2 separate regions of the Arachis hypogaea genome follow, and region 2 is linked to region 1. The links are chromatin contacts, called in public Hi-C maps. All regions are on one chromosome and are shown on one strand. Each heading gives the region's core, a stretch centred on a gene start, on an enhancer-like site or on the middle of the called end of the contact. The rest is flanking DNA. Distances are from core to core; before and after follow the strand shown. Region 1 has its middle 2.3 kb from the start of LOC112720409. Region 2 holds the start of LOC112720410 (GDSL esterase/lipase At2g23540).

The links. Hi-C and Micro-C count contacts between places; a contact is called where the count stands out from the background.
Region 2: a Hi-C map of an unstated tissue shows a contact between it and region 1, with 4 times the contacts expected there. The contact joins the promoter of LOC112720410 here to the enhancer-like site in region 1. A contact is called at or near these places in 2 of 8 Hi-C or Micro-C datasets (leaf and an unstated tissue).

What each region holds. Positions count from the first base shown.
Region 1 is chr11:16,434,527-16,438,895 of arahy.Tifrunner.gnm2.J5K5, forward strand. No RefSeq gene overlaps it. Among protein-coding and RNA genes, the nearest start is that of LOC112720409, 2.3 kb to the left of the region's middle. Within about 2 kb of position 2,600, at least 1 of the 3 cell types and tissues checked has open chromatin away from gene starts, as enhancers often do.
Region 2 is chr11:16,585,696-16,590,064 of arahy.Tifrunner.gnm2.J5K5, forward strand. LOC112720410 (GDSL esterase/lipase At2g23540) reads left to right here and starts at 2,184. Exons shown (of 5, transcript XM_025771354.3): 1 at 2,184-2,556; 2 at 3,163-3,293; 3 at 3,402-3,650. The coding sequence starts at 2,298.

The DNA.
Region 1 (4,369 bases), core at 1,350-3,849:
TCAGTGATATTAAAATCAATTTCTGATTTTGCCTCCGTTATTAATGATTAGTTAATTAATAATAATAATAATAATAATAATAATAATAATAATAATAATAATAATAATAATAATTTAAGAATTGAGGTTCCCTTTGTCTATGTTGGGTGGTGGGGCTCACGGGCTGAAGTCATGGCAAAAGTCAAACAATCAGCTACCTTGTAAAAGCTGTTATGTGTTATGTGTTCAATGGGGCAAAAACCACACAGCCCAAAGTCCAAACCCTCTCCAATCCCAAAGTCCAATGGAGTAAATTTCTACTATTTAAAATAGGATTGAGGTAATTATGCGTTAAAAAAATTTTAGAATTATTATGAATAAAAATATTTAAATTTTTATTTTAATAAATATATTAAAATTTTGGATTTTATTTAGTCTTAAATAATTTTTTCAACTAAATCTTAAAAGTACTTTTAGTTAAATTCCTTTAAATATTTCAGCTGCTATTAATTTACAACTCATGTTATATACACAATTAAAGTCAACTATTATATATATATATATATATATTCTCTGTGTGCTTTTTTTATAAAATATTAATTATATTATTATAAAAATATTTAATTATTATAAGGCAAAGCATATTTTTTTTATAATTTGTCAAAAATTTTAAAAATACTTTTAAATTTTATTTTTGTTTTAATTTTATTCTATAAATTTTCAATTTACATCAAATATATTCTCACAGTTAAATTTTTAAAAAATTTAGGACCAATCCAACAATAATACATGATAATTATGTCTTATTTGCTTATATTGAAAATTATTCCAGTAAAATTGTTACTGAATTAGTCCTAAAGTTTCAAAAAATTAATCGTCAAGTGTGTTTTTTATCCAAACTGAAAACTTTTATAACAAAATTAAAATAAAATAAAATTTACGGATAATTTTAAAACTTTTAGCAAATTTCAAAAACAAAATATACTTTATCTATTATTATATTATATTATATCGTATTTAATTATTTTAATAATTATTTTTTTACTAAAAATAAAATAAAATAATATGTATAATATATTTAAATAGTAATTATTTTTTTTATTTTTTATGGAGTATTCTTACTAACCTAAGTATAATTAGTTAGAATATTAATTTTTAAAGGAATGAAAAGAAGACCTATGAATTATCTCTACACTTAGGATATTTAGCCAAGTTAGATCTTCACTAATTAGAATTTTGGTAATTAATGTGGGTTGGTTAAGTAGTCAACTCACTTATTCACTTAAGTAAGTATTAGAATTCTGTCTTGTATAAGCAGTAATTTATTGGCCAGCGATAGACCTTTAAAATGTAGCTCAAATCCACAATGAATTAATCCTTAGCCTACCAATCAAGTTAATTTGGTAACTAAGTTCGTCCAATAACTTATTAACACAATAAAAAGTTAATTGAAAAAAAATGAAAATACACAAAAAAAAAAAAGAAAAAATACTTTGTTGAATTTGGATACAAAAATAACTTGTTCATTGGGCATTCCTCTTTTAAATAATAAGAAAAGTATAGGTAGACAATGAGAATATTAAACAATGTGAACAATTGATATGTTGGATGTTCAATTTAATAGGTATGCAGATGATTATGTTTATTATTTTTAATTGGATAGTTATTTCTTTTGATTCGATTTATTCATACACAGTTAACAATTGGATGTTCAATTCACTAAGTGTGCAGATGGTTATCCTAATGTTAAAATTTAGAAAATAATTTAAAAATGGAGTGTTTTTTTATTTTAGTTAGTCAATTTTAGAATTTATTATTCATATTATTTATAAAAGTTATTGTCTATCTAACAAAACTGTACATAATATAAATATGACTTAATTTAGTAGTTCCATTAAGTTTTTATTTTGATGCGTCACTATTAAATATTACATAATATATTAAACAAAAATGTTTGAGAGTTAGTTTAGGAACGGATAACTTTTTTCTTTGGCTTTTTTTAGTGCTTTGTTTTTTATTTCTTAATTATTGTTGAAATAAATAAATAATTTTAAATATAATAAACATATAATTATAGATATTAAATTAAATAAAATAATTTTATATTATTATTTTTTAACATTATTCATGTTAAAAAAGCGATATTATTTGATAATTTTTACCTTGCACAATGTACATCAGTAATAATAGTAATATATTAACAATAAATTAATGGAACGACCAACTCGATGAATGTTAATATCTTTCAAAAGTAAATAAATTTATGCTTGATTTCTAAAACATTATTTTGAAGATTAACCCTCTGAAAGAAACAACATTAATAAACTTTTGTAAGACTTTACACAATTATAGCCATTTTCCTTGTCTGATTGTGTCAGTATCTTTGTGCTTGAGGATTTTGTTTACAGAGAGAAATCAATAATTTCGATTTCTTTTGATTGGATGAGACAAACGAGCAAAATAAAATATATTCAAGTTGATTGTATTGTAGGCTTGTAGCTATATAGTAATATTATATGATTCTTTTTTAATTGAAGGAACAATCTGAGTGCATTGCATTCGTAACTGATATTTGGGTCAACATTAGGAAGGGGATGGTGATAACTGGGAACAATAAAACTACAAATTTTGAAAGTAAGATATGCCTGCCTATGCCCAGTTCACAATCAATCAGTAATCGGTTTGTTTGGTTTATGAGTTGTGACGTTTCTTTGATGTTAACCACAAAGTTTATTGATTAATTAATTGTTATTGTTATCAATGTAACAAACCAGATAAGTCATAACTTCTGAATTTTCCATGTCCACCCACTTTTTTTGTAATATACATTAACATTAGTGTATTAAACACGGTAACGGCAAATCCACGCACGTTAATGTTTTTTGGATGTACAAAATGTTTAAAGCCAGCTAAATTTACCTTAGATTTCACTACTATAGGGATAAACTATAAAATAGTTGTAAAAGAAAGAAAGGACATGTATATATTTTTTTTTTTGGTGATAGTGGGGGTCAAAGACCCAAAAAGACAGAAAACTAAATGCCTCTAAACAGAGGGATAAAAGCTATATCGGAAGCTAGAATATGAGAAATTTCACAAGGGGCTGAATCAAAAGTATGGAGACCAAGAGGTAAATGCTGCCCTTTCTTTGTTAGTTGATCTGTAACAGAGTTAGCTTCGCGAGGCACATTATCCCAGTACACATGAGGGATGCGGTTTGCTTGGAGCTTGATTTCCTCAATAAGGGAGGAACAAGAATGAGTAGCTGGACAGTTTTGGGTGATGAACTTTAACGCTGAAGCCGAGTCCGATTCCACAATTACACAAAAAAGATTTAGAGAAGTAGCAATCCGAAGACCATGGACAATCCCCCATAGTTCCGCATGCATGATGGAGCAGCTCCCGAGATTGCAAGAGAAGCCTTTAATGAACCCTCCAAGACAATTTCTAAGGATCCCACCACAAGTAGCATTATTAGTTATTGCCATATAGGAGCTATCTACATTCAACTTAACAGCATCCTCGCTAGGAGGCTTCCAGCTTATTAATCGAGCATGATTGGCATAGGGAGCATTCAGGTGCACTTTAGATCTTGACGAACGGTTGAACTCATCAAACCTTACTCTAATTTGAGCTATAGTCGAGGCCACTGTAGTGAAGTTTCCTTCAAAAATCAACTTATTTCGAAAAAACCAAAGAGAGGATGTCACCACCCCAAAAAGACATTGCCAATTTCTTGAAGTAGAGAGGTTGGAGCTCAGCCAATCTTGAAGATTTGAGCTGAAGAAGCTTTGATTCCATGCCAAAGGCAGCAAGTTATCCCAGACCGCTGATGCAAATGCACAGTCTCTAAGGACATGAAGGGTCGTTTCGCTGTGAATGTTACATCTTGGACATGATGACGCGGTTGAGAGGTGACGTCGTTGTCTTTCCGCATTGGTTAGGATTGCATTATTGGCAACTAACCAAAGAAAAGATCAAACACGTTCGGGACCACACCAACGCCAAACCAGATTGAACGTCCCATTATAGGAAGGAGGAGTGTTGCAAAGTACTTGATAGGATTGTTTGAGATCGAAGGAGCCATCCGATGACAAGTTCCATGCCACATGATCCGGCATCTTCCATGGAGATGGTGGAGAGATGGCAGCAATCTTCTTCACCATATCTTCCGGCAGCCAGCTATTGAGTTTGTTCAAATCCCAATTACCTGAAACATCAAGGAAGTCCATCAATGAACTAGAATACTCTACATAATTAGTTCTTACCTGCGGCACATGCTGATCAAGACTACCCAAATTGGGAACCCAGTTATGTTGCCAAAACTTAATCACAGAGCCATCCCCAATACGCCAGATATGGTTTTGTTTCACATCTGGCCATGACTTGC
Region 2 (4,369 bases), core at 934-3,433, 150 kb after region 1:
GAAGAAGAATTAATATTTTTTACAAGAAAATAATATCTACAGTATATAATGTGATTACCAAAGCATAACTACTTAAGTTATTATTAATATAAAAATATGAATGTTAAATATATTAATATAAAAAAACAAATGATTTTTAAAAAAAATAAATATAAAAATTATTATATAAAAACTAATTTGAAAGGTACAAAGACTTGAGGGTATGATATTAAATTAGTTAGGTAAAAATATTAGTGAATTAACAATTAAGACATAAATCTATTACATAGTGAAAAATAATACATATAAAACTATTAAATTACCTAATATTTGTTTTTATTTTTTAAACACAAATCTTATATATAAGTATAATTTCTTAAAATTTTGGGGGGTCCAGGCCACTACTCGCCCCCTCTAGGTCCGTCCCTGATTGCTAGCTAATTAGTAATAAAAAATAATAACATCTATTTTCTTTTTAGTAATTCTCAATGTCTTGTAAGTTAATAAAAGATAAAAAAATATTTTTTCATTACACAATCAATTTTACGAATAAAATATCGAAACGAATAATTGAAAAATTAGAGATTCTATCCACTTACCTCGATTTTGTAATCAAAACGATGGATTGTTTTTTGAACACTACAATGAAAAAAATTGATTGGACCTTTGCTGATTGCTGCAACAGTGATTGTCAATTAACGATGAACAAAAAGTGGATATTAAATAGACGGATAAAAAATAAAAAAATTTGGATATTCAGTGGATGGATGGATGTTCGAAAGAAAAACAATGAAATTTTTTATAAAGAGAATGATACACTATTTTAATGGTAGGATTGAATAATTGGTGATGGATTATTCACCAATTTATAATGTTAATATTAAGGAAAAGATAAGATTAGAGTATCTAAATCAAAATAAAACCTTAAAAAAAGAAGATAGAATTTTAAAGATGAGATAAATGAATAAGAAGATAATTTTTAAAAATGAAAACAAGACTGACATAGGCGTAATACATCGCGTTCCAATCGATTGAATTTGAACTCACACACTACAATCGATTGAAATTGGCAAATTCATATTGTTTAGGTAAATTCAATCGATTGAGTCACAAAAGCAATCGATTGAATTTGGTGAGACCCAGGTTGTTTTGAAGCATTCAATCGATTGGAAATTCTAAACAATCGATTGAATTACAAAAATCCATTTTTTATGCATCGTTCAATCGATTGGATCGTATGACCAATCGATTGAGTTATGCGAAAACCATGCTTTTGGCAATTTTCAATCGATTGTTCAGTGGTAAACTGTAATCCAATCGATTGATTCATTATTCCAATCGATTGGTTTTCGCAGAAAACACAATTTTATGATTCCTCGCGAACGACATGAATCAAATTTAATATTTTAATCGATTGTAATGGCCAAAAAATTGTTTTTGTATTTGATTGTTAATGAACATGATAGATTTATGATAAATTAATTATTTATAAAATAAAAAATCATTTTTATAATTATATAAAATATATGGGGTCAATTTATAATTAAAATTAGTTAAAGGATTATATAGCCGTTGTTAAAAAAATCTTAAAAAACATGTTTTCTACTTGGACCACTAAATGATCCAAAGGTTCCTGGACCACCGAATCCTGAGCCCAAAGACTTACCTATTTACACATGTTATTTGACTTATTTCACATTATTTTTCACATTATGTTATTAGTTATTTTTCACTTTATGTCATTATTTTCTCAAAAACAAAATTACAAAAGAAACTTAAAATAATTGTTTTTGTGCTTTTTAGGACTGTTTTAAGGAAATAAAAGGTTAAGTCAGAACGTTTAGACCAATGAGAGGGGAGATAAGAGAAAAAAATATAACCTGTTTTATCCGAGTTGTTGAATGCAGATGGACTGCTACTTACTCAAGCTAAAGGAGTCATACACTTATTGTATCCAACATTAGGAATTTGATGGGAAATAACCACTTTCAACATCTTTTAATTACGATCACCAACTGGCACCTAAGTCCCCTAGAACTTTCTTCATTAATAAAATAAGACACCATGCGACTTATTTGCAGGATTAACTTATTATAAAAGCAAAAAATCTCGAATACCTAGCGCGTATTCTAAATTTCTGATGGCCAACCCACTTGAAAAAATAAGTGAGCTAAAGATGGGGTCAAACCAAATCAAACTTCTTCATTGAGGCAAGGTTACAAGTTTCTCTAATGGAGTTAAAAAGTTGTTCCATATAATAATGAGCTGCTTCAAATGCTTCTATTGTGCTTCAATTAGGTTAAGTGTCTACTTGAAGCATGAATGCCATGGCCTTCAATAAGCGTTTTGAAATCCTGGCCCTTTTAATTTTGGTTGTGAATAATGTTGCTGCTCAGAAGAAGGATGGGTTAGGAGCTTCTTTTATATTCGGAGACTCCTTGGTGGATGCTGGAAATAACAACTATCTTTCAACTCTTTCTAAAGCAAATATTCCTCCTAATGGAATTGATTTCAAGGCCTCTGGGGGAAACCCCACTGGCCGCTATACCAATGGTAGAACCATTGGTGACATTGTAGGTAATAATTATTCGTCTCATGCATTTTCTGTGTGTGGCCGATTATTAAGTCTGCTATATACAATCATGACAATCATGTTATATGTACACCAAACTTTAACTATTAAATTAATTATTTATATAATATATATTAAAATATAAAATATACTAAAATTAAATTAAATAATATATATTTTTACATAAATAATATAATAACTGATTTGATGACTAAATTTTAATGTGTACATAATATTTTTTCTTTGAATAATACTTAAAAGCTCTCCTAAAACAAAGAAACTCATACGATATTTTGTTATTATAAAAATAGCTTTGGCATACTTTTAATGTTTTTTAAAATAATAGTATTTAAATAATTAGTTTTAAATATGAGAAATTTTAAATAACTAATTAAACTTTTTTGCATTTGTCCCATATTTGAGTCAACATTAGTTAATTTTTTTTTTATATTATAAACCCTACTCTTGGTGTATAAAAGAGTGATAAATGTATTATTTTCCCTTCTTTTTAAGCACATTTGTTATCATTATATAAGCTATTTTCCCCCTAAATATGATGCCTTGCTTATAAGAAAAGAAAAATAAAACAATAAAATAAAAACCATTTTCAGGAGAGGAATTGGGACAACCAAATTATGCTGTCCCATTTTTGGCCCCAAATGCAACTGGGAAAGCTATACTTTACGGAGTGAATTATGCTTCAGGAGGAGGAGGAATTCTTAATGCAACTGGAAGAATATTTGTCAGTATTGGAAACTCCCTTAAATAATTTCTTAATAGTTCTATTCATTCTATGTAGAAAGAAAAATGATTGTTGTATGTTTTATGCCATGTGCATAACTTTTTGCAGGTGAATAGGATAGGGCTTGATATTCAAGTAGATTACTTCAGCATAACAAGAAAGGAGATTGATAAATTGCTAGGTGAATCAAAAGCCAAAGAGTACATAATGAAGAAATCAATTTTCTCCATTACTGTTGGAGCCAACGATTTCCTCAACAATTATCTTCTCCCAGTTCTCTCTATTGGGGCCAGAATTTCTCAAAGCCCAGATGGTTTCATAGATGACATGATTACTCATTTCAGGGCCCAACTTACTGTAAGCAACTTTATCAATAGGATTGGTTTGACCAGGTTATCGAATTTTTTACTATTTATTCTGTTTTTTAATCGAATTACTCACAATCAATTTTTATCATAAATTAGACCAATTTAGTGATTGAATTTTGGTTAAACTGATTGAATCAACTAGTTCGATCTAGTTCTTATAACCATGTTTAGAAGATATAAGTGAAATATAAATAAGGTATTGAAAATTGAGAAGCATAAATTAAAAATTAAATTTACTGAATGATCAAAAATAGTAAAATATAAGTGAAGTATAAATGTACAAGAATGATGAATGTAGCTAGCAATTGACTAAGCTTAACCATGTATATCATCAAGATGTAATTAGTTTCTAATCAACGGTTTAGATACTCTAAGTAATATATTATACCTTCAGTCTTCAAAGAAGTATTTATTACAAATAAGGTGAAGTTTACTTTCTTTTATCCTTAACATTTTTGAAATTCTGCAAAATTACTCATAATATTTAATTAGACTTAATTTTATCTTAATATTTAAAATAAATTTTAATTTTATTCCTAACATTAATTTTTTTGCAATTAATTTTCAGTCAAGTTTTTTCAGTTTTATCCTACTAACCCCAAAATTTCCCAAGACCTAACCTCACCATTGCCATAAAAAAGATATACTTTACAACAAAAAATATGAGAAAGGTTCAAAACCATCAGAAATTATTGATTTTTGTCATTA